2 separate regions of the Sus scrofa genome follow, and region 2 is linked to region 1. The links are chromatin contacts, called in public Hi-C maps. All regions are on one chromosome and are shown on one strand. Each heading gives the region's core, a stretch centred on a gene start, on an enhancer-like site or on the middle of the called end of the contact. The rest is flanking DNA. Distances are from core to core; before and after follow the strand shown. Region 1 has its middle 180 kb from the start of CLVS1. Region 2 overlaps CHD7 (chromodomain-helicase-DNA-binding protein 7).

Region 1 (2,783 bases), core at 247-2,746:
GGACCCTGGCTGGGATGCTTGGATTATTATGTTCTTAAAAATGTGTGAAAGCATGTAAGTGGCATGGTTGTGAACTTGAGTAACACGACAGAGATTAAGCAAAGGTGCCAGAGAGGTTTGAAGTAAGGAATATTTTTTTAACGTTTATTGAAGTCAAGTTGATTTACAAGGTTGTGATCATTTCTGCTGTACAGCAAAGTGAGTCAGTCCTACCTATACCCACAGCCATTCTCTCTCAGATTCTTTACTCACATAGGGAATATTTTAAGGCGGCTTTAAGGGTTTCCCTCTTTTTTTTTTTTTTTTTTTTTTTTTTTTTTTGCTTTTTAGGGCCACACCCTCAGCATATGGAAGTTGCCAGGCTAGGGGTCAAATCAGAGCTGCAGGTGCCAGCCTAGGCCACAGCCACAGCAAGGATGGATCCGAGCCACATCTGCGACATACAGTACAGCTCACAGCAACACCAGATCCTTAACCCACTGAGTGAGGTCAGGGATTGAACCCATGTCCTCATGGATGCTAATTGGGTTGGTTAACCACTGAGCCACGACGGGAGCTCCCAAAGGTTTTCCCTCTTAAAAGACACAGAATCATCCCCTGATGGTGGTTTATTTGCTGAACAGTCACTACAGTGACCATAGCTTAAACCTGATTCTGAAACAATGGATGGTTTGCAGTTGCCCTGACCACACAAGGAGTCAACCCTGTTTCAGAAGGGTTGAAAAATTTCCCTGGAAATACAGGACTTTTAAAAACATAACACACAGCAAGATTCAGCATTGTCTTTATCTGGGAAATCCTGCTCTTGGCGTCTGCAGCCACGGTCTCTGAGCATCAATGTCCGTTTTAAACAGTATCGTGCAAAAGCAGAGACTGGCTTCTGGTAATGAAGGAGTGGCTTCCCAGATATGCCCGGTAAACAGCAGTTTGATTAGATCATCTGGCCTTTAATCAAGAAGAATGGGAGCAGCAGAACAGCAACCAGACCAAACAGGGCTGGTGTTGCAGCGGGAACCCAAAACACCCCTCCAGCCTCGACAGCCAACCTCCCTGGGTTGTCCCGGTGACTTCAAGTTGACCCACAATGGCAAAGCCCGAGGGAGCAGTTAGCATAAGAGCTGAGAGCTCAGGCCTGCCTGGGATTTTTTACTGGGACAAGCGCGATGCCACCACAGCGGCGCGGCTCCTGAAGGTCCGGAGCCGCGGCCGTGCGCGAATCAGCCGGTAGATGGCGCACCGAGCCTCCGAGCCGCAAGCTGCTCGGGCCGGCGAGGCAGGAGAGGATTTTGATTCATAAAAAACATAAATTCTACTTGATGAACAATACTAATAAAGGAAATTGACTACTGGGCACCATAGAGATGAATTTTTAAAGCCCCGAAATCAAGTTATTTGAGATTATTTAATTTAATTTACTAAATTTGAATAACTGTGCGGTGTAATGACGCATGGCAGGGCATTTAGGTTTCATAGCTTCTAAATGCTCCTTTAGGGTGACTGCTCGGTCGCATGGTCGCCAGAGAAATCTGTCCCCATCTCCAACCCCTGTAAACAATTGAGGAGAGGATAATTACATATCGGGAGAAAGGCAAGAAGAATCTATAGGGGGGAATCAGAGACAAAATTTCCCCTCTTTTCAAGCCATACACCCCCTTGCAAGTCCTGCAAGGCCAATGTTAAAGACCTTAATATCGATACACAGCGCTGAGCCTAAGCTAAGCGCACTCCAGGCGCTTCTCGAAGCAGAATCCTCCTCTCTTCATAGAACAAGTAAGATCTCTAACAGTATTTACATTCTCATCTACGTTTTTTTAAAGTTGGTGAATATACAGCTCTCAGAGCTTCAGAATTGACAGATGAGGACACCGCAAAACTTAGAAATTCCGCTCAACGTTTGATCCACAGAAATTTTCTGTAAGCAGATGCAAAAAGTCCTTTTATAAAAAGGCCGCCTGCAGCTTCCCCCCGGCCACCTCCGCCACACATGTGCTGTGTTTGCACAACCGAGCAGGTGTGTCTGCGTGCACATGTACCCGGATCCGTGCAAATATCCCCGGGTGTGTCTACGTGTATGGGGGTGCACACGCTGTCTGCGTACCCCTCTCCTCTATTGTTTTCAGCATAACTGATTTTGGCACCAACTCTTTAGCACTTTGGAAGGGCCTTCATTAGCACTGGGATAGTGTCCAAAAAGAATCCAGAAAAATCAACACATGGCTGCTCTTGTTCTCACGATAAATGACAGCTTTGGTGGAAAACAACAACAGTCAAGAAGCAAAACAAAAACCAAAAAGCAACAAGAGTAGCGATAACATGAATAGAGGAAGTCAGACACCACTAACGCAGATTTTTAAAAATTCAAATGTATTTATTTATTCCATTTTGACCACTCTCTATCCTTGGCCATTAAGCCTCCGTGTACTGTCACACCATTAAAAATATAAATAGTGCAAGTATATTAGGGCATCTAATGAAAAAAAAAAAAACAAAACCCACGATCATGCAGGCTGATGTTTCTTTATAGACACAACCATGCTTATTAATTCTTTAAAATGTGCAAAAGCAGGTAAGGGGCACATTTATGTGACTTTACTGTTACAGTGTGGCATCAGTGACCCCTAAATCCTATCAGCCCCCACAAGTGAAGGCTGTCCACTGACGTTTCTACCCCAATAACCCACAATTCTTTGGAACTAGAGATCTGCAGAGATGAGGCTTTCTTGGAAAATACAAGCTCCCTAATTACCTGAAAGTCTTGTCTCGAAATCATTAATAGGAACCCT
Region 2 (3,217 bases), core at 551-3,050, 150 kb after region 1:
ACGGTCCACCCCACCCTCCTTGTGAACAGCTTCGGTCCTGCAGGAACTTGCACCACTAGCTGAGAAATCCCTGTCTGCGGAAGGCCAGCGAACCTGTCTTATTAGGTTTAGGATGATGCATGTCAGGAAGATGACACTGTTCCCTCTATGGTTTTCAAACTGCAATTTGCTTTTTGACTGCCCAAGTTGACTAGATGGAAAATGGCAGATCCCAACAGTGCACTGCGGGAAAATGATTTTTAGGCTGAGCTCACAAAACACGGCTGCAGTACATAAGCAGAACAGCACAATTCAATTAGGATGTGTACGACAACACACCGCTCCTAACTGCTGTAGAGCCGCAAGCCAAACTGTAATCATGAAAGGTTTTATAAGCCATCATTCTCCCCTTTAGTCAGGCTGGGCTGCTGAGAATACCTCGGCGACCTCCAGAGACCTGGGATTATAATCAGGAATCGTTCACTGTATAGATCATGCCAGTTCTGCTTCCCCAGCCTTTCAAAGTTAACAAGGCTGCATCCCACTCCGGGGAGCCCGAGTTCTCCGCACTGACATTTGTGAAATATTGCTTGGAACAAAGCCCAGGAGGCACTTGTACAGATTAATAGCAGAGGTTAAGCCCACCGTCCACTTTGACACGGGCTGGCAGAGCTCGCAAGGGGAGCCGGGTTGGAAGCAAAGTTTAGGGAGAGCTATAGGACGAACTGGGCTGGTTTTAAAACAAATATGGTTTGGGTTTTATTTACAGCCAAGAAAGAAATGTTTTCTTCTCAAATACTCAACAAACATTCAAAAACAGCATCTGATATTTACAGTTCATATTAGATTTTTTAGTACAGGAAAATGGTAGACGCCAAGAGTCCTTTGGAACTAGCCTCATGAATATTATGACTTTGGAAAGAGTGTGCAAAAGGCTCTAAAACAGAGACAAAGCCCCACGGTCAAGCTGGGGTCCAGCAGAGACACCCCTTACCGTGTTTGAACACTCCAATCAGGAGCGACTTGTCAGCTTCCTTATCCCACCAGTCTGTGGGGACTTCTGCGTGGAAGGGCTCAGGTATCCACACGTCGGCTTCACTGTAAGGACAACCGTGGGTGTCATATTTAGGACAAATACCAGCATCAAAAAGGCTGCTGCCTGATGAATACAACACACGCCCCTTGCTCACCAGCAGCACCTGAGCAGGGCTCGCGCGCGCGTGGGGAACAAGCAAAGGTTAAAAGAAAGGGCAGGAGTCAGCCGCCTTCTAGCAGGATAGACATGAACTTCATCACCCAGCGTCCTGTCATAAAGGTCATCTCAGAGCACCCTTAACTCGGTTCCCGCCTCCCTGTACGTCCACACACACACATACAAACAGGCTTCTCCTGATTCTCTTCACGTCCCCGGGGCTGGGAGGACAAACACTGCGTTCGTTCGAGACGCAAGAAGGGAGATGCGCTGCTGCTGGGTGACAGGGGTGGGAAAGGCGGTCTGTGATGCGGTCCCACCCACACCCCGGGCCATCGCCGCTGTCTTGGACCGAGAGACGTGGGCTCGCACCCACCTCGAGTCAGCACCATCCAGGATCTTCTCGGCCTGGTCCCCTATCACTTCCTGTCTCAGGTAGTAGAGCATGCGGACACGCAGCAGGACCCTGGAGAGGAAGACGGGTGGGGGGAAAGTTCTTAACTTCGGGACTGTTTGCCAACAGTGGCTTTTGGCAGCTGCTGCTGTTCATCCATCATCCTGCCAAGGCTGATTAGCCATGCTGTATGGTAGGCTTGAAGCGTGACAGATGGTGGCACATAATCACCTCTGTGTGGTGCTTTCTGCTGGCTTCCAGCAGGCCTGCCTGGCAACCGCTCCCCTGCACGGAGAGGGCCCAAGCCCGGCCGGCCCGGCGCACTCCATTTAGCTCTACCTCGTGCGGCTTGTGAAGTTCAGACACGTACCCCACCGCTGCCTCTGAAGTATTGAAGCAAGTTTGTAAACAACTGAGCAGATGGCTTTCAGTAACTGTTCTGCTTCATTATCTCATAAAATTTCCTCAGCTGCTGCCTTAATACCATTTTTGGAAGCACATCAGAAGTTGTCGGAATAAACGAGATATAAAATCTGGTTTTACTACCTTACAATAAACCCTCAATATGGAAAGTCAGGTTTTTCGGATTACACAACTTTGCTTCCGAGAGAGGAAGATGGTGGCGAGGGCGGATCCCGCTCTGCCCGGAGGGACAGGAGACATTCTTATCCCCTCTGGCCTCTATCACCTGGAAGCCGAAGTCATAGCTTAACAAATACCAATAAAACATCACAAAGGAGAGAAAATGTGTCCAATTCGCTGAAGTTCTTAGTCATCTTCAAGGAACCTGCTTTGAAAGACTCATAGAATTCTAGGAACCAGGGTTGCAATCTCACTTGGATTTCCCCAATGGTCCAAACATAGTTCTTTCCAATAAAGCCTTCCTGGCAAATCCCAAAGGCCTGGCTACTCCAAGTCTAGCACCTCCTGCTGGACGGTCCCTGGTGCACAGCCAGGCCTGATGTCTGGAGATGACCTCCTTGGTCAGAGTAGCTGACACCAGCCGCTAATTCCCTAGCTGGATAACCCACCACAGACTAAGACAACACCTTACAACCAGAGCATCGCACGTACGGACACGGACTAGCCATCTGATCGTCACAGTAACACTCTAACAAAGTGGGGCAAGTTGCAATTTTCACTTCGCAAATGTGAAAACTGGCACTAACAGAAGACAAGTGACATGTCCGAGGCCGCAGTCATCTTGAGCATGGACCACTGGGAATTAGGCCTTCTGACTCTACCACTTCCTACTATCTATAGGGATGTGACACTTGTCCTTGAAAATATCAAAATGACAACTAAGGGCGGCTTCACCATGAAAGCCCACTCCTGATGCTATGTGACTAGACACACCCTGACCTGCCTTCCTCTCCACCACGGGGTTGCTCCTGGCTACCCTGGGTCCTAGGCGGGCAAAGGGTAAGGCTGTAAATATCCGAATGTGCTCCAAGCAAGGAATTTTTTTGGACAACTTGTTTTTATTTTTTAAGCTTTTTGCTTTTCTTTGGGGTGGGGGGAGGGGCAGATAGGATTAAAAGTTGGCTGGGCCACACAGACCTGGCAAAAGAAAAATAAGAACTTGCAGACCAGGATCCCCTTGTAGAGGCTGTTCGGAAGGGGTACACCCTGCACTTTTAACTGGATTAGCT

The links. Hi-C and Micro-C count contacts between places; a contact is called where the count stands out from the background.
Region 2: a contact with region 1 is called in a Hi-C map of skeletal muscle, with 5 times the contacts expected there. The contact joins two enhancer-like sites. A contact is called at or near these places in 9 of 47 Hi-C or Micro-C datasets (alveolar macrophages, brain, embryonic fibroblasts and 4 more) and 2 of 2 datasets of contacts at active chromatin or transcription factors (alveolar macrophages and skeletal muscle).

The regions. Positions count from the first base shown.
Region 1 is chr4:72,439,220-72,442,002 of Sscrofa11.1, forward strand. No RefSeq gene overlaps it. Among named protein-coding and RNA genes, the nearest start is that of CLVS1, 180 kb to the left of the region's middle. Within about 2 kb of position 1,497, at least 9 of the 83 cell types and tissues checked have an H3K27ac peak or open chromatin away from gene starts, as enhancers often do.
Region 2 is chr4:72,588,816-72,592,032 of Sscrofa11.1, forward strand. CHD7 (chromodomain-helicase-DNA-binding protein 7) reads right to left here. Exons shown (of 37, transcript XM_021089334.1): 24 at 1,548-1,637; 25 at 974-1,077. Among named protein-coding and RNA genes, the nearest start is that of CHD7, 160 kb to the right of the region's middle. Within about 2 kb of position 1,801, at least 10 of the 83 cell types and tissues checked have an H3K27ac peak or open chromatin away from gene starts, as enhancers often do.